Regions from separate parts of the Mus musculus genome. Here regions 2, 3, 4, 5, 6 and 7 are each linked to region 1. Evidence: chromatin contacts called from public HiCAR-type, HiChIP or PLAC-seq and promoter capture Hi-C data. All regions are on one chromosome and are shown on one strand. The core of a region is the stretch at or near the end of the contact, and the rest is flanking DNA. Distances in the headings are between cores, read along the strand shown.

What was found. Promoter capture Hi-C pulls out the DNA fragments that hold promoters and counts their contacts. HiCAR-type assays count read pairs that join an accessible place to other places. HiChIP or PLAC-seq counts read pairs in DNA pulled down with a chosen protein or histone mark.
Region 2: a HiCAR-type map of astrocytes shows a contact between it and region 1, with 4 times the contacts expected there. The contact joins the promoter of Arfgap3 here to the promoter of Ndufa6 in region 1. A contact is called at or near these places in 1 of 39 promoter capture datasets (embryonic stem cells), 1 of 484 Hi-C or Micro-C datasets (the C2C12 cell line) and 12 of 115 datasets of contacts at active chromatin or transcription factors (the 230-238 cell line, astrocytes, cardiomyocytes and 8 more).
Region 3: a contact with region 1 is called in a promoter capture Hi-C map of pre-B cells, with 2.7 times the contacts expected there. The contact joins the promoter of St13 here to the promoter of Ndufa6 in region 1. A contact is called at or near these places in 3 of 39 promoter capture datasets (erythroid cells, fetal liver and pre-B cells).
Region 4: a contact with region 1 is called in a promoter capture Hi-C map of hippocampal neurons, with 6 times the contacts expected there. The contact joins the enhancer-like site here to the promoter of Ndufa6 in region 1. A contact is called at or near these places in 7 of 39 promoter capture datasets (3T3-L1-derived adipocytes, the HPC-7 cell line, cranial neural crest and 3 more), 4 of 484 Hi-C or Micro-C datasets (cerebellum, cerebral cortex, cortical neurons and 1 more), 14 of 115 datasets of contacts at active chromatin or transcription factors (astrocytes, differentiating embryonic stem cells, double positive thymocytes and 10 more) and 2 of 9 other capture datasets (adipose tissue and embryonic stem cells).
Region 5: a contact with region 1 is called in an H3K4me3 HiChIP or PLAC-seq map of fetal liver, with 4 times the contacts expected there. The contact joins the promoter of Cyb5r3 here to the promoter of Ndufa6 in region 1. A contact is called at or near these places in 9 of 39 promoter capture datasets (3T3-L1-derived adipocytes, cranial neural crest, embryonic stem cells and 4 more), 3 of 484 Hi-C or Micro-C datasets (CD8 T cells, LSK cells and natural killer cells), 17 of 115 datasets of contacts at active chromatin or transcription factors (bone marrow-derived macrophages, cardiomyocytes, embryonic forebrain and 11 more) and 2 of 9 other capture datasets (adipose tissue and liver).
Region 6: a contact with region 1 is called in an H3K27ac HiChIP or PLAC-seq map of large pre-B cells, with 7 times the contacts expected there. The contact joins the enhancer-like site here to the promoter of Ndufa6 in region 1. A contact is called at or near these places in 6 of 39 promoter capture datasets (cranial neural crest, embryonic stem cells, neural stem cells and 2 more), 1 of 15 datasets of contacts at CTCF or cohesin (embryonic stem cells), 4 of 484 Hi-C or Micro-C datasets (B cells, embryonic stem cells and pro-B cells) and 24 of 115 datasets of contacts at active chromatin or transcription factors (the 230-238 cell line, acute myeloid leukemia, cardiomyocytes and 12 more).
Region 7: a contact with region 1 is called in an H3K4me3 HiChIP or PLAC-seq map of bone marrow-derived macrophages, with 11 times the contacts expected there. The contact joins the promoter of Nfam1 here to the promoter of Ndufa6 in region 1. A contact is called at or near these places in 14 of 39 promoter capture datasets (the 3T3-L1 cell line, 3T3-L1-derived adipocytes, the C10 cell line and 7 more), 3 of 15 datasets of contacts at CTCF or cohesin (embryonic stem cells, large pre-B cells and stem cell-derived epiblast-like cells), 32 of 484 Hi-C or Micro-C datasets (B cells, CD8 T cells, the HL-1 cell line and 12 more), 34 of 115 datasets of contacts at active chromatin or transcription factors (the HPC-7 cell line, the NIH/3T3 cell line, SST interneurons and 19 more) and 1 of 9 other capture datasets (adipose tissue).

What each region holds. Positions count from the first base shown.
Region 1 is chr15:82,352,921-82,355,714 of GRCm38.p6, reverse strand. Ndufa6 (NADH:ubiquinone oxidoreductase subunit A6) reads left to right here and starts at 1,424. Exons shown (of 3, transcript NM_025987.3): 1 at 1,424-1,634. The coding sequence starts at 1,487.
Region 2 is chr15:83,348,858-83,351,651 of GRCm38.p6, reverse strand. Arfgap3 (ADP-ribosylation factor GTPase activating protein 3) reads left to right here and starts at 1,405. Exons shown (of 16, transcript NM_001357756.1): 1 at 1,405-1,571. The coding sequence starts at 1,503.
Region 3 is chr15:81,398,331-81,401,124 of GRCm38.p6, reverse strand. St13 (suppression of tumorigenicity 13) reads left to right here and starts at 1,431. Exons shown (of 12, transcript NM_133726.2): 1 at 1,431-1,640. The coding sequence starts at 1,531. It overlaps Xpnpep3 (X-prolyl aminopeptidase 3, mitochondrial), which reads right to left and starts at 987. Exons shown (of 10, transcript NM_001347075.1): 1 at 838-987. The coding sequence starts at 901.
Region 4 is chr15:83,214,410-83,217,203 of GRCm38.p6, reverse strand. No RefSeq gene overlaps it. Among named protein-coding and RNA genes, the nearest start is that of A4galt, 36 kb to the left of the region's middle. Within about 2 kb of position 1,368, at least 103 of the 459 cell types and tissues checked have an H3K27ac peak or open chromatin away from gene starts, as enhancers often do. A contact at or near this core is called in adipose tissue, embryonic forebrain and kidney, where this site is marked.
Region 5 is chr15:83,170,762-83,173,555 of GRCm38.p6, reverse strand. It overlaps Cyb5r3 (cytochrome b5 reductase 3), which reads left to right and starts at 1,373. Exons shown (of 9, transcript NM_029787.3): 1 at 1,373-1,444. The coding sequence starts at 1,424.
Region 6 is chr15:83,074,443-83,077,236 of GRCm38.p6, reverse strand. It overlaps Gm41366 (a long non-coding RNA gene), which reads left to right. Exons shown (of 3, transcript XR_875504.1): 3 at 763-1,561. Among named protein-coding and RNA genes, the nearest start is that of Gm41366, 6.3 kb to the left of the region's middle. Within about 2 kb of position 1,441, at least 30 of the 459 cell types and tissues checked have an H3K27ac peak or open chromatin away from gene starts, as enhancers often do. A contact at or near this core is called in B cells and memory CD8 T cells, where this site is marked.
Region 7 is chr15:83,031,958-83,034,751 of GRCm38.p6, reverse strand. It overlaps Nfam1 (Nfat activating molecule with ITAM motif 1), which reads left to right and starts at 1,355. Exons shown (of 6, transcript NM_001271411.1): 1 at 1,355-1,639. The coding sequence starts at 1,522. Gm32620 (a long non-coding RNA gene) reads right to left here and starts at 1,436. Exons shown (of 3, transcript XR_384275.3): 1 at 1,248-1,436; 2 at 400-493.

The sequences.
Region 1 (2,794 bases), core at 175-2,674:
ATAAAGAAAGTCCCAGGTTAGCCAGGTTTCAAAAAGGAGGGGAGAGAATAAAAGAAAAAAACAAAAATCAATAATGTGGTGGTTTGGGCCCCATAAGTTCATGTGTTTGAATGCTAGGTCCCTAGTTAGTGGAACTGTTTTGGGAAGGACTAGGAGGTGTGGCCTTGTTGGAGTATGTGGCCCTTGTTGAAGATGTGTCACTAGAAGTGACTAGAGGCCGGCCCAGTCTTTCTCTATTGTAAGACCTCAGCTGCTGCTTCAAGGCCACTCATGCCTGCCTGCTGCCATGCTCTCCTCCATGAGAGTTTAAATGCTGTGTGCTGAGCATATCTGTGTGCATTGTACTTTGACTGGAAGTACTGTTTGTTCAAATCACCACAAAAATATCCATAAAAGCATGGTGCACTTACTATATTAGAATGTCGTTAGGCAGCAATTCTTCAGCTTTTATTTATATAGCAGCGAATATATATAGATATATACCATAGAGTATAGATATAGATTAGATACAGAGGTAGATATAGCTTCCATGGTTTGGGATGTAAAATCCCTAGTCTAAAATGGAAATGATTAGGCTAGGTGAAGTAGCACTAAGGAGACTGAAGCAGGGGAAATGTGGAGTGCAAGGTCAAATGTAACTGCGGGGCTGGAGAGATGCCTCAGTGAGTGCTTAAGCACTCTAACTGCTCTGCCAAAGGACCTGGGCTCAATTCCCAGCTCCACAAAGCAAATCATAACCGTCGGTCCCAGAGGAATCCATAGCCTTCTTTTGGCCTCCATGGACTCCAAAAAGCACACGTGGCGCACACCTATACAAACATCCAAAACACCCACACACATTTATTTACAAAAAGGCAACCGCAAGTGCTGTGGGCACAAACCTGCAGAGGCAGAGAAATCACTGCAAGCTCTGAGGCCAGCCTGGCTGGTCTACGTAAGTGAGTTCCAGGCCAGGCGCAGTGAGACGACAACTCAAAACAATGGCATGAAGTAAGTAAACAAACGGGGCTGAGAAACGCCAAAAAGCTCAAGCCAGAGGCGCTTTTGCGATCGACACCATGTCTACAAGAAAACGGTTTTCCGGAAGCACATACACAATATGCTCAGCAGTACGCACTGTTGCTGCGGAAAGACTGCCATTGCCGCCTGGCACCGTTATCTATGCCCGAGGTCTTCTCCTCCGAGCCTGCCAACCACGGCGCCTGGCTGAAGGAACAAACTTTTGGTAAGAGCAGACAGAGCGCCTCACCGCTGCCTGAAGCCTCGACGCTGCGCCTCCTGGTGGTTCCTCAGCGCCGCCGTTGAACGAGCCAACCCCGGATCGGTGTTTCCGCGGTAGAGCATGCGCATTGCAGAGCCCGAGGCTTCCAGCCAATCAGAGAGCCCTAGTCCAGTCAGTCCTTCCCTCTGCACTGCAGGAGGCACGGCAGCGAGTCCCGTGGCACCGCGCGTGCGCACGCTGAAGGGGCGGGGCTTCCTCGGCAAGATGGCGGCCGCGGCCACCGGCCTGCGCCAAGCTGCTGCTGCGGCAGCCAGTACCTCGGTGAAGCCCATTTTCAGTCGCGACCTGAACGAGGCCAAGCGGAGGGTGCGCGAGCTCTACCGCGCTTGGTATCGGGAGGTGCCGAACACCGGTGAGAGGCAGGGGTGCATTCGGGGCGCCGGAGGCACCTGCCCAAGGTCTCTCGGCCGAGCTGAGGTCACGTAGTGGGACAGAAACGAGCCCTGGGCTTCGGGGGAAGGGGGTCACCCGAGCCAGAGTGCCCCACACCGGGACAGGGCTTCCGAGCGCCCCAGTTGCTTTGGTGGCCTTTGTTCCTTATTTCTTATGGAGCCCCTGGGAGGGGCGTCCGCGGTCCTGAGCTAGCCCCGGGTGCTTCTTGAACCCAGCTTTACAGTTCCAGAGAAGGTTCTAGATGCCCATTCGATTTTGTAACTAAAGTGGCGAAGGGCTTTAGCAGTTATCTGTTACTTAGTCTGGAGAACAAACTGCATCACGAGAGGGAAACGACTTGACGAAGGTCACCCAGTAGCTGCCTGCTGCCCTTTGAAGCCTCCAGACGAAATGGCCCCTCAGAGCTCCCCAGCTTTGCTCACTAGATCAGCTTGCCCCAGAATTTTGAAGTCTAACCCCCTTCTGCTGCAAAACACGCCTTTTCCCGTAGGTGGGAGAATCTAGTCTGTTCACCTGAGTGGCGAGTGTGAATCTGCAATCTTGGTTGTCTCCCTCAATGCTGCCACTGTAGTGGATTTTAAAAGGGGGTTAGCGAGAGTTCAAATGTCCTACATATGTCAGGGACATCTTTTGTTGTTGAGTAGACATGTATTTAACTTGAGCTGATCTGAGGGGAAAGGCGTTTTCCAATGAGTAACAACAGCTCCACAGCACGCCTCAGCACTGCTTGAGAGGCAGCCACACTGTCCTCAGTTTCGACCTTTATTAGCTGTGTGACCTTGGGTAAGATTTTTCACCGGTATTTGCTCATCTGTGAAATGGCCATAATACTGTCTTCTTCCGGGAGTTACTGTATTAAATAGGTTACTTAAGTAACTGATATAAAACTCGGGGGAGGCACTGATGGGAGAAGATTCCTCTTAGTTATTAGAACACAGACTGGAGAAAAAACAAAACAAAAAAACCATGCCCACCTCAGGCTGGAGTTTACCTGACAGTAGTTATAATACTGCACCCTTCAGTCTCTGGGCCTGATGCTTCACAAATACTAAGATTCTGAGTGACGGGTTCTGTCTCAACTTAAACTTGTCTCAGTTTGTCATTGTACAGTTCTTTCCT
Region 2 (2,794 bases), core at 156-2,655, 1.0 Mb before region 1:
TACATTCCTAAAGCTAGCCACCAAGGTTTGTTACGCTATTTGTCCACTTCCTGAGGCTAACATACTAAGGTCCAGCTATCAAAATCCACCCCCTACCTTGGTTCACCTAATTAGCATGCCCCATAAAATAAACTTATCCTAAAGGGGTTTCTTCTTTTACCTTTATGAACTGCCATTTGCCAATACGCCAAGGCTGTCTCTTCTCTATCCAGAAGCAGTCCTTTGTCCCTCTGGAGCAAATAACCCGTCCCCCTCTCCCTCCTTTTCACTTCTTCCTCTTGCTCTATCTCCTGTCTTTGTCTCTTATTCCCTGCCCTTTTGTCACTCTGCTGAGAACTTTGTGTGTCTTGTGCCAGTTCCTGTCCTTGTACAGCCTATATGAGGTCCCAACTTGACACCAAGACCGTTTTCAGAACATCCCTGAAGCTGCAGTGCTGCTCTGGTCAACATATTTCATCTCCAACTCCTTCATACAGGTGAATGCTAGGAAGTGCCTACAGCAGCCCTGCTGGGAAGCAACCAGTTGAACTGGGACAGAAGCTGGGGCTTAGCACTTGATACCAAAACCTGTTTTTCTTCTATTATGCTCTACCTAAGGTCATGTTTGCCAGCTGCTCCACCCTGACCGCTGTAAAAGAGGCACCTGCTCCCAAGCTCAAACCTTCCAGCTACTAATATTATCCAAGGTTTAACTGGAGCCCCAAGCACTAAACACAGACTTGTTTCTGGTCTTTCTAGACTTCTCAGTTCTGACCCTGATAGAACTTGTTGCCTACAGGCAAGCACTCTCTCTCCGTGAACAGAACAGACTTTATAATTACAAGATTATCAAGCCAGTATGGCTTGGTGCAGACCTGTAATCTGAGCAGCAAGACGCTAAAACAGGAATATCTCCAGTTCAAGTCCAGCCTTGGACTACACAGTGTGCTCTAGGCCAGCCTGGGTTTCCCAGATGGGAGAGAGAAAAATGGGACAGCAGTTTCCTGTAGGTTATCACTCAGGGCTTGACTTTAGCTGAGAAAGAGTACAAACACACACTACTACTATGCAGGATCCATGAGGATGAGACCTGCTGGCTCTCCCATCCTGAGGGATAGGTGTGAGACTGGCCACGGGCCGGCAACGGTATGCTGGTGAGTCCGGTGGGTAAGCCCGATGCTCCCTGCGCAAAGCCTGGGGTTCCTATCCCACACTGCAGGACCCTAACTAACGCTGAGATCTGGGGAAGGTTTGCGGAGGGGTGGGAGTTGTCCGAGCGTCCGCGCATGCGCCTGCCGCGCCCGACTTCGAAATTGGAACCCGGAGAAACCAGTGGCGCCGAGGGACCTCACCGAGTGAAGGAGAACGGCGCGTGCGCCCGCTTGTGGGCGGAGCCTGGGCGCGGCAGGGGCGGGGCTTGTCGTCACGCGCAGCCCCGCCCCTCGGTCTCCGGGAGGCGGCAACCGCTACTCCTTGTCTCTTCCCGGTTGTCGGGGACTGCTTCACCTCAGTTCTCAGTGACTATGGGGGACCCCAGCAAGCAGGACATCCTGGCCATCTTCAAGCGCCTGCGCTCGGTGCCCACTAACAAGGTAACGGCCGCAGGCGGGCTTGGGACCCCGCGGCCCGCCGGACCCCGGTGTGGCCGCGGCCGTGGGAGGAGCCGCCCGGCCTGTGACACGTCGCACTGTGGGCCTGGCAGCCGCCGCTCCCCAACCTTCGTCAGCAAGGGGAGGAAAAGGGGGCGCCCACCAGGGGCTTAGCGCCTGGGGCACAGGGACATGGGCATCCGGAGGATGTCCAGGACTAAAAGGCAGAGAGCCTGGGGTCACAGGACTGGGGCATGGACATCTGGGATGTCTAGCATCCTAGGGCAGAGCGTCTGGGGTCACAGGGGGGGCTGGGACATGGACAGTTGGGGTGTCCGCCACCAGAGGCCAGAACACCTGGGGATAGACAGAAGACTGGGGCATGGACATCTGGAACAGGAGACCAGTGCATTTCATGGCAGAGAGAGGACTGGGGTATGGACCTCTAGGAGTGTCCAGGTTACCCAGACGCCAGACTACCTGGGGGCTTAGAGAGAAGGCTAGTTCATAGCATCTAGGGGTGTCTAGGGGTCTGGAGAACAGAGCACCTTGACCCAGAAGCACAGACATGGTAGGGTGGAGGAAACAGATGTTGGAAGTGTGTAGCTGGGCTCTGAGAAGGCTGGTGAGGCAGAGTTCACTCCTTCTGGCCTCTGTGAACAAAGGTAAAAATCCCAGCCACCTAGACCCAGGGGTCAGAACTCTAAGTGGTGCTAAGTTCTGGGAAAGAAGGGCTTCTCCCCCCACCATGGACCTTGTCTTGAGTGTTCTTCAGGGCTGGGGACCTGTTGGATTTTTGTCACCATTGTCCTTCGGTGGCAGCCTGTTTCCCAGTCCAGTAGAGCTAAGGTTCTCTTCCCTGGTTGCCAGCTCTCTGGGTTCCTGAGGAAGCTCACTAAAACTCACGTTCATCCCTCTGTAGGTTGAGGTCTGTCCCTACAATTTTTTTCTTCCCCTTATGTGACCCCCCCCACACACACACACACACAGACCCCACCCCCAACCACTGGGCCTCATAACTTTTAGCATGTGGCTGGCAGTGTTGTTTTGATACACAGGGTTAAGGTGTCTACTTCCTTAGGATGACGGAGTAGGGTGGAACCCGAGGAGTGCAAAGGGCTGTCGTGTCACTGTGGACTCTCCCCACCCCTCTCCAAGTTCCATCTGGTTGCCACCTTCACCTCTGAGGAACCATCTGTTAATGGGCACAGCCGTGATTACAGAGT
Region 3 (2,794 bases), core at 182-2,681, 950 kb after region 1:
CAATTTTAATGTCAAATACCCTATTTTCTGGTTCAGATTTTGCACACCTCGTCTGAAGTATAATCCAACATTAGGTCTCCTTACAAAGTAGGTGACTCACTCTCCAGTATAAAATTTTATGTTAGGTTAATTGCTCACCATATTGTACACGGAGGGTTCACATTCTCCGTGCTCTATCACCTTGACTGTTTATGTAAGACTTAGGCACGTCCCTCGCTTAGTTCTTTACAAACTGAATTGCACAAAGCATTTGTTTCTAGACGTGTTTCTTCTCTCTCTTTCTCTCTCTCTCTCTCTCTCTCTCTCTCTTTTCGAGACAGGGTTTCTCTGTATAGTCCTGGCTGTCCTGGAACTCACTCTGTATTTGGATCAGGCTGGCCTCGAACTCAGAAATCCGCCTGCCTCTGCCTCCCAAGTGCTGGGATTAAAGGCGTGCGCCACCACAGCCCGGCTCTATCTTTTGAGCTAGCTCTCCGATGAAACCTATGAAAAGGCGAAAGATTTACCCTGACCTAACACACACACACACGCTACTTGACATTAAACAATTTAGTCAAGTGTGATGATAAAAGCTACCAATTTAGAATTCGAGTAACTTTGAAGACAATCCCTTGGAGTTCCCTCCTCTTCAGTCACTCCAGCTTTCCCAGAATAACAGAACCTAAAGCCCACTCTTTCCCAGAGCAATCGATCAAAAGAAAAATCCGTGGGTGGTGAGGGGGGATCAGGTGCCGATTGGTGAAGAACCACGGATCATCAACTTGTAGCTCTTTGGGCTGCTTTAGGCTTTCTCCAAAGGAAGAACCTGAAGGGGACGCCGGCAGGAAAGACTCTAACCTGAGAGGCCGCGGAGCCTTGCTAGAACGGGAGCCAGCTTGGGGGTTGAGAGCAGAGACGGCATGGCCTGTAACCACTGGTCAGGAAAAGTACAAACTCTGGGGAAAGCCACTAGCACAGCCGCGTCGCCAGGAAACCAGTCAACTGCTCGGCCCCTTCCGGCAGGCGCGGCTCGCGGGCTTTCTTCCCGGGGCGGCGCAGAGCAGTGACGTCACTCGGCTAGGTTTTGGGCGCGCCGGCCCCACGGGCATTTATTTATTTTCCCCCCTCCTCCATGCGGCGTCTCGTTCTGCTTAATGCCCATCTTCACAGAAGAAATATCTTATTCCAAATGTCTCCCTATGTCCCGCTTGAAAGCGCACAGACACAAGGTCCTTCATCCATCCCGGGGAATTAGGTCAGAGGAAAGAATCCGAGTGAGACTGTTCGCCGATCGAAGCAGGCATTGTCACGGGCAGCTACACTTCTAGAAGGTTCTAGGCGGAGCACAGGTCCAGAGGTAGGAGTGGGAATGAGCGAGCGAAGGCCCGGGGTCACGAGGCCGTTGGGGGGGAGGAGCCAGCGGCCGGGGAGGTTCTAGTCTGTTCTGCCTCGCGGCAGCCGCCCCCTTCCACTTGGTCACGTTGAGCCGCTCCCGGGCCTGGCATCGTGCCTCCGCAGCCGCCCACCGCCTTCAGCTTCCAGCCTCCCACCATGGATCCCCGCAAAGTGAGCGAGCTTCGGGCCTTCGTGAAGATGTGTAGGCAGGACCCGAGCGTCCTGCACACCGAGGAAATGCGCTTCCTGAGGGAGTGGGTGGAGAGGTGAGAGCCCTGGGCCCCGTGGACCGTTGGGGACGGAAAGTTGGGGGTTGGGGAGTGGGCCCCGAGCTGGCGTAGGGAGGAGGGGAGCGGTTCTAGGCCCCTTCGTGGCTCTTAGTGGCTTCGAGAGGTTCTCGGAGGGATCTGGAGCGTTGGGCAACTTAGGGGTGGAAAAGCAGAGGTTAGAGTTGGTTCCCCCCCACCCCCCGCAGTTAAGTCTTTATGGGGGTGTGTTTGGGTTGTGAATATTTGAGCAGTGGAAATAATGCGCGAACGAAGACAAAGCTTTTACTAAGGGATTGTTTTTCTTGAACCTGGCGTCTTGTTTAAGTCGCATTGACCCATGTGTCGTTTAAAATATTAATAGTGGTAACTTATTTATTCTATAACTTCAGTTATCTGTACTTGGCCTTACAACGATTTTAATTGCATGGAATTTTGTTGGGAATTATTTATACCCACGTTAGTTGTAGCGCTGTCACTTCAGCTACTTTAGGAATTTTTTTTTTTCCTTCAAAGACCAGTGTGCTTGCAGGACTAACTGGAGAGTATTTCGCCTGCGTACTATGATTGTTGTGCCAGCTGCTGGGAAACAGTATTACTGGGGAATTGGTTTCTCCTTTTTGTTGTTTTAGTCTCGTTGATAAAAGATTTTAAAGACAGAATTAGAAGAAAGCTTAGGCACCATTAGAATTTGAGGGTGAAAAACGCAACAGTACAAACAAACTAAATCTCTACAGCTGCCAAGGGGAGGGAGGATGTTAAGTCATGCTTTCTGAATTAGGGTCAGCAATGGAAGCTCACCAGCACTTGTAGAAATGGGGGAGGGTCGGTCTTCAGAGAAAGTGCATGTTTAGGGTCTTTGGTTAATATAAAAAAAAAAGAGATGGGGAAAAGTAAAGTTTTATATATTTTTCAATTAGAACTTAGAAAAAACAAGCAGGCTGAGCCATGAAGGTCTGAAAGCAACTGTGTGGAGTGAAGGACTCAGGGACTGTATAAGCACTTTACTTCTTTAAAGATAATTATTCCAAGCTTTTTGCATATCTTCTGGTAAATCAGCCTTTCTGAGAGGTTGTTTTCTGGCCAGGTGATTGCAAGTCCAGATAGATTAAGGGAAGGAGCTAATAAATAATGTGTAAGTTTGTTTTTTTTTT
Region 4 (2,794 bases), core at 119-2,618, 860 kb before region 1:
TATATGTGTGTATGTATATGTGTGTCTGAGTGCATGTGTGTGTGAGGGGTGTGAATGTGTGAGAGTACGCGTGTTTATGTGTGTGTGAGTGTTGTGTGTGAGTATGTATATGAATATATATGTGTGTGTGTGGTGTGTATATATGTGTAGAGGTGGACACTACCTGTTTTCTTATGTCCCTAAATCATGCTCCACTTTCTTTTTTTCTCCCCTTTATTTTCACTTTATCTGTATGGGTGTTTTGCTAGCATGTATGTGTCACATGTATGCAGTGCCTTCAGAGGCTGGAAAAACATGTCAGATCCCCTGGACTAGAGTTGCAGGTGGTTACGAGCCTCCATGTGTGTACTCGAGACTGAACCAGGGTCTGCTGCGAGAGCAGTCAGGGCTATCTCTCCAGTCCCCTGAACCTGGAGCTCACTAATTAGCTAGGTTGGCTGGTCAGTGAGCCCCTGAGACCCGCCTGTGTGTATTTCCTCAGCACAGGGATGACAGAAGTGGTCCACTCCCAGCAGCCTTTGCCCCAATGGGTTCTTATAAATCTTTCTTTTCTTTTTAAAAGATTTTTTTATTTATGTATGTGAGTACACTGTAGCTGTACGGATGGTTGTGAGCCTTCATGTGGTTGTCTTTTTTAGGACCTCTGTTCTCTCTGGTCAACCCCGCTCATTCCGGCCCAAAGATTTATTAGTATACGTACATACACTATAGCTGACTTAAGACGCACCAGAAGAGGGTGTCAGATCTCCATGTGGTTGCTGGGATTTGAACTTAGGACCTCTGAAGAGCAGACAGTGCTCTTTACCCACTGAGCCATCCTGCCAGCCTGGGTTCTGAGTATCCAACTCAGATCTTCATTCTTGTATTCCACACGCTTCACTCCTGAGCCTTCTCCCTAGGTCTTTTCCTGGCTTTCTGCTTCTCCTCAGGTGGTCCAGTCTGACTAGGCACTGACGCCTATAGCATTGCTCATCCCAGAGAGGGCTACAACTGAGGCTGTGCTCCTGGAACCAACCAGCAGCATCCTGTCTTTTCGACAGTAAACCTCTGTGTCTCACAGGCCCAGCACTGGCCTGCTTCCTTTCTGCTGTGCTAGAGGCTCCGACCATCCCCTCCCCCATTTCTGTCTTGCTATACCCCAACCCTTTCCTTTATTAGCCTTCCCATTCTGTCCCCTACCCCCCAGGGAAATCCCCAGCTGTCCACCAGACTTCAGAGAAACCACATGAGCCTAAATATTTCTTCGCTGGGAAGTGCTATATCCTAGGCATGCTGGGAAATCAGGCTTAAAGGGAAAACTCAGAGTCAATTAAAAAAATGACTCATGTTTTGGTAAAAGGGGGTAAAAGGAATAATATTTCATAAGCTTTCTCCTGGATACTGTACAACAGCTATAAACTCTCTGGCCTCTCAGAGAGACTGCAAGAAACCCTGTCTCCAAGCAGAGGCTCATTTTTTCCATTTGGACTCTTTTTATTTTTTCCATTTCAGTTTTAAATGTAGTCTAACCCACAGATCCATCATGAAAGGTCAGGACTGGGGTTAAGGGAAAGCATATCTGAGGGAATGAGAGAAGATGGGTGAGCATACAGCCCAGCCCTGCTGCCCCCGGCAACCACAGGACTGGCAGGGACCAGAGATAGCCTGGGCTGGCTGCTGGACTCCCAGCCAGGCAGCATCTTCCGGAACATGAGAGTTTCAGGCATGAAACAGACAGATAGAGTTAATAGCAACTCAGACAACAAAGGCTTGGCTTTTCTGAGATGAGAGGCTAGAACATGGAGAGTGGGGGTTCAATTAGTGATGTCCCCTAAGTCATCTGAACTTTCCAGGCTTCTGAAATCTCTCTCTGCCTCTGGATGTCCAGCTTTTGTTTCATGATTCCCCAGTGGCTGTTCCAGCTACTGTCATTGCATCCACATTTACCCTGCAGAGCTCACCTGGAGATCGCCACTTCCTTGCCACTCCTGTGTTTTACTTCTTCTTCTTCTTCTTCTTCTTCTTCTTCTTCTTCTTCTTCTTCTTCTTCTTCTTCTTCTTCTTCTTCTTCTTCTTTTTGTTTTTTTTTGTTTTTTTTTGTTTGTTTGTTTGTTTGTTTGTTTTGTTTTTTTTCGAGACAGGGTTTCTCTGTATAGTCCTGGCTGTCCTGGAACTCACTTTGTAGACCAGGCTGGCCTCCAACTCAGAAATCCGCCTGCCTCTGCCTCCGGAGTTCTGGGATTAAAAGCGTGCGCCACCACACCCAGCTGTGTTTTACTTCTTATTTGTTTTTATGTTATAAGTACAAGTGCTTCCCTGCATGTGTGTGTGTGTACCATATGCTTGCCTGGTGCCCATGGATACCAGAAGGGGGAATCAGATCTCCTGCACCTTGAGTTACAGGTGATTATGAGTCACTATGTAGGTACTGGGAACTAAACCCCATTCTCTAGAAGAAAAGCAAGTACTCTTAACCACTAAGCCATCTCTCCAGCCCTGAATGAATAAATGAGTGAATGAGTGAGTTTGAGGCAAGGTATCACTATGTAGCCTGGAGCTCAGATTTAGACCAGGCTGGCCTCAAACTCAGAGAGATCTGCCTGCCTCTGTCACCTGAGTGCTCGGATTAAAGGTGTCTGCCACCAGGACTGGCCACATTTCTGCCATTATTGACTAGGCTATACTCGCCGTAGCTGCAAGAGGAGCTGGGAAAAATAGTTGTTAGTTAAGAAAACAAGTACTAAGTTAACTGTCTAGTGCAAGGCTGTAGAGATGGCTTGGTGGTTTAAAGCACTTGTTGCTCTTGCAGAAGACC
Region 5 (2,794 bases), core at 124-2,623, 820 kb before region 1:
CTGACCATTGCTCCTTATTTATTTATTTGAGACAGGGTCTCTGTGGTGGTTTGAATAAGAAATGGCCCTCATAGGCACGTGTATTTGAACGTTTAGTCCCCAATTTGTGATGGTTTGTGGGGAGGTACGGAGGTGTGTGGTCTTGCTGGATGAAGAAATGTGCCTGGGGTGGCTTTGAGAGCCTATAGCCTGGCCCCACTTCCAGCTCTCTCTCAGGTTCCCACTTAAGGTACAGTGTTATCTCTCAGCATCCTTCTCCCCGAGCCAGGTTTTCCTGCTGCTTGTGGCCGGCCATGCCTTCCAGCTATAATGGGCTCTTATCCTCCTGGAACTGTGAGACACAATAAACTCCATCTTCCCTAAAGTTGCCTTCGGTCATGGTGTTTTACCACAGCAACAGAAAAGTAACTAGCAGTCTCACCGTGTAGCCTGGAACACTCACAGATCCACCTGCCTCTTCCGGTATTGAACGCTTGGGTCATCAAGTGTTCCGGTATTGAAGAGTTTGGTTAATAGTTCTCAATTTTTAGGCAGCAAGTCTCTTCCTCACTCTGCCGCTCTCAGAGCAGTCTTCCATTCCCTATCTGGCCAGGACCAGGTTGAAGAAAACTCCGGAATGCCAGGGACATACGAGTGTTTATAGAGTATGTGATAGGCTCTGTTCTGAGGTCCGGGTACACAGAGAACTGACTGCAGACTCCTGGCTTGGGGAAGCCCCACCATCTAGTGGAATGGGTACGTGGGCGCAGAGCATCGTGAATAAACAGGCAGGATAACTGAAGCGCTACAAAGACCGTTCTGCACTAGTGGCGTCCCTTGGAGGGAGCACAGGGCCAGAGCTGGCCTAGCTAAAGAGGTGACACCTGAACTTTAATCCGGAACTGGCCTCAGTACGTTTGGAGATTTGTTCAGGAAGGAACGACTGGTTCGCAGGCTTGAAAATGGGGCAGGGCAGGGCTGTAGCCTGAACTCTGTAGCCAGCGGTGTTGGCAACACGCCCCGTGAGCGGGTAGAGCCCTGGCCAGCACAATCAGCTCCGGCAGGCTCCCAGGACCGAAGGCTCAGGATTTGAGAGCCCATCACGGGGGCGACATCTTGTTCTCTTCACCAGGACAAAACAGGCCCAGAAGCCACAAGCTACCTCCCGAAGCCACACAGAGGCGCCACAGTAGCCAGTCTCTCGCCGAGCCTCTTCCGTGCAGCGCCGTCAGCCACTCAGCGCGCACTCCCGTCTTCACAAGCGGAAGTGGGCGGGGACACTGGGAGTCTCCGCCCCCTATCCGCCCACCTCCGCGCTCCTGACTGGCTCCGCAGGGCGTCCCCGCCTCCGAGGTGTTGAGACCGAGGCGGGTTGTTGGGGGAGCGGCCGGCTGAGTAGCGGGTGTAGAACCGTGCGTGAGGCCACCGTCTCTTCTTCGCCACCATGGGGGCCCAGCTGAGCACGGTAGGCGGCATGGGTCTGGGGTCCCCAGGCTTGCACCGTGGGGATACCGTACGATCCGGGGCGCCCAGCACCGGTTCACGAGCCCCGCGCCCCACCCGGCCCCTTGCAGACCGTGACTCACGCCCTGGCTAGTGGCCGCGCCACTCTGGCCCGGCCTCAGGCCAAGGGGGAGCCCCGAGCGCGGGGTGGACATTGAGGACCCTGTTGGGTGTGCGCGAATGAGAATAGGGAATGAGTGACGTGCGCGCCCGCCTGAGTGGGCGTGACTTGTGAGTGTGAGAAAGTTGAAGTGCCTGCGCCCGTGGGGGATGTGAAAGGTGCGAGGGTTTTTGTAAATGGGAACGTGAAGTGTGAACCGTAGGTGCACTGGTGTGTGCGTGGAGGAACCGACAGCGGCGTGTGTGAGAAATGAGAGTGTGGGTGTGAAGACATGCAGGCCTGAATAGTGGACACGAGTGAGCTGGCAGGAAGAGTACTTTGGGGTGCGTGTGTGTATGGGAGAAATGTGTAGGGTGTCCCTACAGGGGTTGGGTGCATCTTCTTGCCATAAACAAGGCAGTAGTTGGCCAGGATCTTTCCAGCTGTCACCTAGAAAAGCCCTGGCCATTCTTGTTACTCACAGAGCTGCACTGTCACTAAAGAAGTGTCACTTAGACTTGGCCATCAGCCCAGGGCACTGAGGATGCTGGGACCGTCTAACGTCTATAAATCTGCTCTCTCACTGTTACTGGATCGACCAAGGCCCCTTCCACAATCCTAGAGCTCACTCTCCTCATTTCCTTTTTTTTCTTTTTTTTTTTCTTTTTTGAGACAGGGTTTCTCAATGTAGCCCTGGAATGCACTGTAGACCAGGCTGCCCTCAAACTCACAGAGATCCACTTGCCTCTGCCTCTCCAGTGCCAGATTAAAGGTGTGGGCCACCACCGTCCAGCTCCTCCCTGATTTCTTAAGAGCATCCATGTGAACTGTGACCAGTCTCAGTTACACAAACATACCCTTGAGGTGTCCAGCTCTTTGGGTATGACAAGAATAGGCCAGCGCCTGTCTTGGAGGGTGCCCTCTCTCCTCTCTGCAAGATTCAGGGCTCCTAGTGAAGACAGCCTTCTTGCCATGGCATTTGCTCTTGCGAGAGTGACCAGTCCAGTATGGACCATCTAAGGAGCATTCTGGCCCAAGGCAAAAAAAAACAAAACAAACCCCAGAGTGACAACACCCCATAATGACATTCTGACCAGTTTTCCCAGAGACTGCCCATGATCCCTTATCTTCCCCCTGATTCCCAGGTTCTCCTTACCTTTTGGACCATGTTGGTGGTACCCCAGCACCTGGCTTTTCCATCAATTCATGTTA
Region 6 (2,794 bases), core at 192-2,691, 720 kb before region 1:
ATGGCTCAGCAGTCAAGAGCACTGGCTACCCTTTTCGAAGATAGGTGTTCTGTTCCCAGCCATGGCCACCAACAACTGGTTGTAACTCCAGTTGCAGCAGATCCACACCTTCCATGGCCTCTGCAGGGATGCTGGCACTCAGGAGCAGAGGCAGGCAAATCTCTGAGTTTGAGGCTAGCCTGGTCTACAGAGTAAGTTCCTAGACAGCCAGGGCTACACAGAGAAACCCTGTCTCAGAATAAAAGAAAAACTATTTTGCCAAGTGTGATGGCACATGTCCCTGGAATACCAGCACTTGAGAGGCAGAGGTAGAGGCAGAAGGGCTGCTGAAAGTTAGAGACTGGCTTGGTCTCCATAGCAACTTTCAGGCATTGCAGGATCTGACTTTAAAGGAACAGAATAGAATGGCCTTTCCCAGTGTAGCTTTAAGGCCCGACTCCACCCACCCAGTCCATCCTGGGCCTCTGTCTTGTCGGCTGTAAACGGCTGTGCACACTGTCATTGGCTGTGAGGCTTAAACCAGCCAAGGGCTCAGAGGTTTGCCTGGCACAGGTGGGTCTTGAGGCTCCTTAGCCGTCAATTGACCAATTCCTTAGTCAAGACATAATGTGCTCAAACTTAGGGGGCTGCAGACATCACCAGGAGATGCTCTGCCAGGAAGAGGGCAGAAGCAAATGTGTTTGATGGGAGCAGAGAAAACTCTCTGAATGTACACACCTAGCCTTTATTTATGTGTGTGTGTGTGTGTTTAATGTGTTCTAGGGATCTGAAGAGTTCATCGTGTTTGCCGGCAAGCACTTTACCAGCTGAGCCGCATCCCCAGCCCCACCCACTTGTGGACTTCTTCAAGTGAGCATGTCGCTATCCTTGGTCCTCCTAGTGATGGGGAAGGCAGGACGGATGGAGGCACGTTGTTGTTAGGAAGAGCCTGAGGAGGCTGCTGTGGATCTTACTGTTTGCATAGGAGAGGGAGGCCATTTCCAGCTCAGGAAACAGCCTGACCACAGGCGTGGAAGAGAATGTCTAACGGGCAGAGGGACTGGCAGGAAGTCCTGCGGCACAGGCGGAGGGGCACAGAGGACGTGGGAGTCAATCTCACCTGTAAACACACATTGCGCAATCGAACGCGGCGTGATGCCAGCTCAGAAACGTGAGCGATTGTTGGTTTTGAATCGGCTCTAGCTGCGTTATGCGGTTTTTCTTTGTTCATTTCTCACACGTTATAGGGTGCTCTTGCCAGAGACTTGTCAATACCCGTCTCTTCGAGGATCCAGCTGTGGCTCCACTGATTCGCTCTTGGTTTTATCCTTGACAGATCTGTTTCCTCTGTGATTTCCCTCCTTCCTATTTTGTTATCAGCTACCAGTTATCAGCCTTGGGTTTTCTGTTCTGTGGTGGGCACTGAAGGTTACGCCTCCCCGGAGCCTTGCTTTAGAATGAATGTCCTTCTAGGTTCATCTCCTGATGACCTCACTGTCTTAGTTCTGAGTAGTTTCTTGTTTCCCTTCCCTTTTCTTTCTTTCTTTTTTGTTTTTTGTGTTTTGTTTTGTTTTGAGACAAGGTTTCTCTGTGTAGCCCTAGCTGTTCTGGAACTCATTCTGTAGACTAGACCAGACTGGCCTCAAACTCAGACATCCCTCTGTCCCACTCCACATACACACCCATGTTGGGATTAAAGGCATTCTTTTTTAGAAATATTTATTTATTTATTATATGTTAGTACACTATAGGCGTCTTCAGACACCCCAGAAGAGGGCATCAGATCTCATTACAGATGGTTGTGAGCCACCATGTGGTTGCTAGGATTTGAACTCAGGACCTTCGGTAGAGCAATCAGTGCTCTTAACCATTGAGCCATCTCTCCAGCCCCAATTAAAGGCATTCTTAAGTTTCTTGTTTTCTTCTGAGGTTTCCCTTACCTTTAAAAACACTTTTTTAAAAGACAGGCTCTTATGTAGCACCAGCTATCCTAAAATTGACAATGTAGCCATGGCTGTCTTTGAACTCTTTTGCATGTGTGTGTGTGTGTGTGTGTGTGTGTGTGTGTGCGTGTGTGATGTCTGTATGTATATGCATACATTTGTGTGTATGTGGTTGTGTGCGCCACAACACACATGTGGAAGTCAGGGGATAGCCTTGGGTAACAGTTTTTACCGTCATCCTTTTGGGACAGGGATGTTTGTGGTAAGGTCCAGGCTTAGCTGACCCACCAGTTCCAGGGATTCTCCTGCCTTTCATCTCACCATAGGAGCACTAAGATCACAGGCACACTGTGTACCTGTGTTTACACGTGTCTGGGCACGGCACTCAGGTTTACACACTTGTATGGCCGGTGTATTTACTTGCTGAGCCCCCTGCCAGCCCAGCTCTGATCCTCCTGGCTCCACCTCCCCTAGTTCTGGGGATACAGACCTATGCTGCCACACTGGTTCATCCTAAACTCATATAGTAGCTCCTTCATGAACTGCAATGTCAAAACATGGGTTTAAAACAGTTTTGTGATCTATGTCTAATAGCACAGCCCTGTGGCCAAGTATCATTTGCTGTGTTCAGTGACCTGCTGTATACACAATTGTTTGAGTCTTCTTGAGCACTTGGAAAGGTGTGCCCTCCCACTCCTGACACAGCCTGTTGCTGTCCACTGATCCCACTGTCTCTGCTTTGAACTGCTGCTTCATAACCATGTACTGGGTGGTTAGTGTGTCCTCTGTGTGACAGTCACAGGCATCATGTCACTCAGGCTTGTCTTCAAAGGCTCCTGCTGAGGGAGGCACCGTTGGCTGGCACCCTCCGA
Region 7 (2,794 bases), core at 106-2,605, 680 kb before region 1:
AAGCAGATTATCCATGCTTCGCTGTGACACTTGTGATCATGTATCACCTTGATGGATCAACAGCCAATACCGCCTGGGTCCCAGCCCGCCCCTTCGCGCTGCCTCTTCTCCTGTTCATACACATCTTCCTCTGCGGGTGGGTGGCCTATGGCTGCTTGCCTCTGCACACCAGTCTCAGGGTTCTTGCTCCCAAACACCCTGCAGCTTTCACTGTTAACTGTGCAGAGGCCAAGGGGAAGGGATTTAGGCAAGGTACTGACAGAAGCCCCCATGGTGATATGAAAGGGTGGGGGAGGGGGGGAACATCAGCCACGTGCCCAGCCTCCACCACACTGGCACAAGTGGCAAAGAAAATCCAGGTAAAAATCTATCTGTCCTTCTCATTTATGCCCCACAGACCTGCCGGGATCATGAGCTAGCTGCTTCACCTCTTCATGCTGAAGTCTCTCACTGGTGTGGTGGGGCTACTCAGGGCTCTCTTGGGTTCACGGCTCTAATGAGAAAAGTCGAGACTCAGCAGGTCTGGCCCTCAACTTCTTTCCTGCTGCTTTTCTCCCCTTGTCCTCTCAGCCCCTACCTTTCAGGTCACAAAACAGACACGGGGCTCCAGGACCTTAGGAGTTCTCCCTAGAGTCTGCAGAGGATGGCCCCTCCCCCCCTCATAGGAAGCCATCACTGTCCCAGTACTGAGACCTCTAGCGCCATGGGGGCTTCGAGAGCAGAGCTGATAAGGAAGGAGGCAGTCAGGGGCCTGTGTCTCCTCTTGGGTGGGGATGGGGTGAAGTCGGGTTAGGGAGCCCCCCCCCCACCCTAGGAGGAGGAGTGGGAGGAGGAGGAGGAGGAGGAGGAGGAGTGGGAGGAGGAGGAGGAGGAGGAGGAGGCGTATCAGTTCAGGTGGATCAAGAGGAGTTCCTCCGAAGAACCAGCTACTGTCTCTCACTCCAGGATGTGTTAAATTCCCTCCGGAGGCTGGGACAAGTGGCTTAAGGCCCTTCAGCCTCCCAGTCTGCCACTCCTCTGCTTATTCTTCCCCCACCCTAGGCTCCCCCCACTCCCACCCCACCCCCCCTTCAGGACACCTTCTCAAGGGATGGCAGGGACCTTGCAGGGATGTCTGAGCAGGTGGGATTATGGTCATTTTTAGGGTTTCAGACCTAAGGAGCATGGCCACCCAGCTTCCAGGACAGGGTCCTCTGCTGCGAGGGACTAAGGAGGCCCCAGAAGCCCGGGAAAGCCAAGGTTCCTACCGCATGCTCTTTTCCCACTGTGTGGCTTGGATGAGTTGGAGCCCCAGGCTGTTTATCTGTTGGAACCCCTCACCAAGGTTGCTTCCGCTATTTCAGAGGGAGGTCAGGGTTTCTGAGAGGAACCGCCTTGAGGAAGCAGAAGGGTGTCCAGAGGAGGAACTTATGGGGACACAAAAGGGAACTCTAGCTGCCAGCAGGGGCCTTAGTCTGCAGTGACCTGAAGCGGAAGGAGGAACAGGCTTTGATAAGTGTCCAGCTTGGCGCACGGTATTCCATGGAGAGCTGGCTTCTGCGACGTGGGGCCCGAGTGCGATGCCTGCACCCACCCAGCTGGCTCCCAGCCTGGTGCTTCCTCTGTTTGCTGCCGGTGCCCCAGACCCTGCAGCTAACAGGCAAGTCTGTCTCCTTCTCACGTCCTCTTGTTCGCATACATCAGAGTGACTTTCATCCAGCGGGAACAGCTAATTCCCGGGACCTGTCTCTGGGGATTTGCTGGTTGCGTTTGAACATTGTAGACTTCATGTGGGAAGCCTTCGGGGACTGAGAAGATATTTAGCTAATGCCTCGTCAAGGTGGCATTTGAAGGGGTTGTGGGGGGACGGTGCTGTGTCTTCACCCCAGTGTTAACAGCTTTCCTGACAGCATAGCTTAGGCCTCCTGGTCCTTAAATAAGGAAGGTGGGTGCTGTGTTTTTGAGGTCAGGTGTGGAGTCCATGGAAAAGACAGCTCTTACAAGGCTACTGTGGTAGAGGAGTTCTGTTGAATCTGCCAGGTGGTGGAGCTGCCCTGGGTGCTGCTGGTGGTGGTTGGTGAATACAGAGAAAGGCAGTCAGAGCACGGCATCCTGGGGCCACACTAGAAAGGGTCACACTTAGCACTTTCTAAAATGCAGTCAGAGGCCAAGGATTTTATGACCAGCGAATCTCCCCAGGGCCAACACTGCTGTCCTATCCTAGTTCCAGGCTCCCTTGGAAGCTGGGAGGTCTGGATTCAAAGCAAGCTGTGGGGTAGAGGCCAATTTATCTAGGCCAGCGCACCTCCAAGGGTGTCCCTCTCAGGTGTGTTCCCTGGTGGTGCTGGGTAATGTCTGTCAGGCACTATGTGTTCTTGCCTTGGCCTGGCTAGCAGCTGGTCCATTGCTGACCCAGGGACACTCCACTGTGGAGGCTGAGTACTAACTGTTCTCTGTTTGACTTTACTTATTTATTTTATAAATCATGTGTGTGTGTGCGTGTGCCTGTGTGTGCCGAGGTGAGTTTACGAAGGTCAGAGGCCAGCCTCGGGTGAACATCCTTGCCTTCTACCTGTTTGAAATAGCCTGCCTGCCTGTCTGTTTGTCTGCCTGCCCACCCACCCGCCCATCCGTCTGTCTGGTCTGTCTGTCTGTCACTGCTGTGAATGCCAGGCTGGCTGGCCTGCAAGCTTCCAAGGATTCTGTCTCTGCTTCCTGTCTTGTGGCAGGAACAATAAGATCAGAGACACGTGCTACTCTGCTTTATTCGAATTCCAGGGTTTCGAACTCTGGTCCTTACACTTATGCTGTGAGC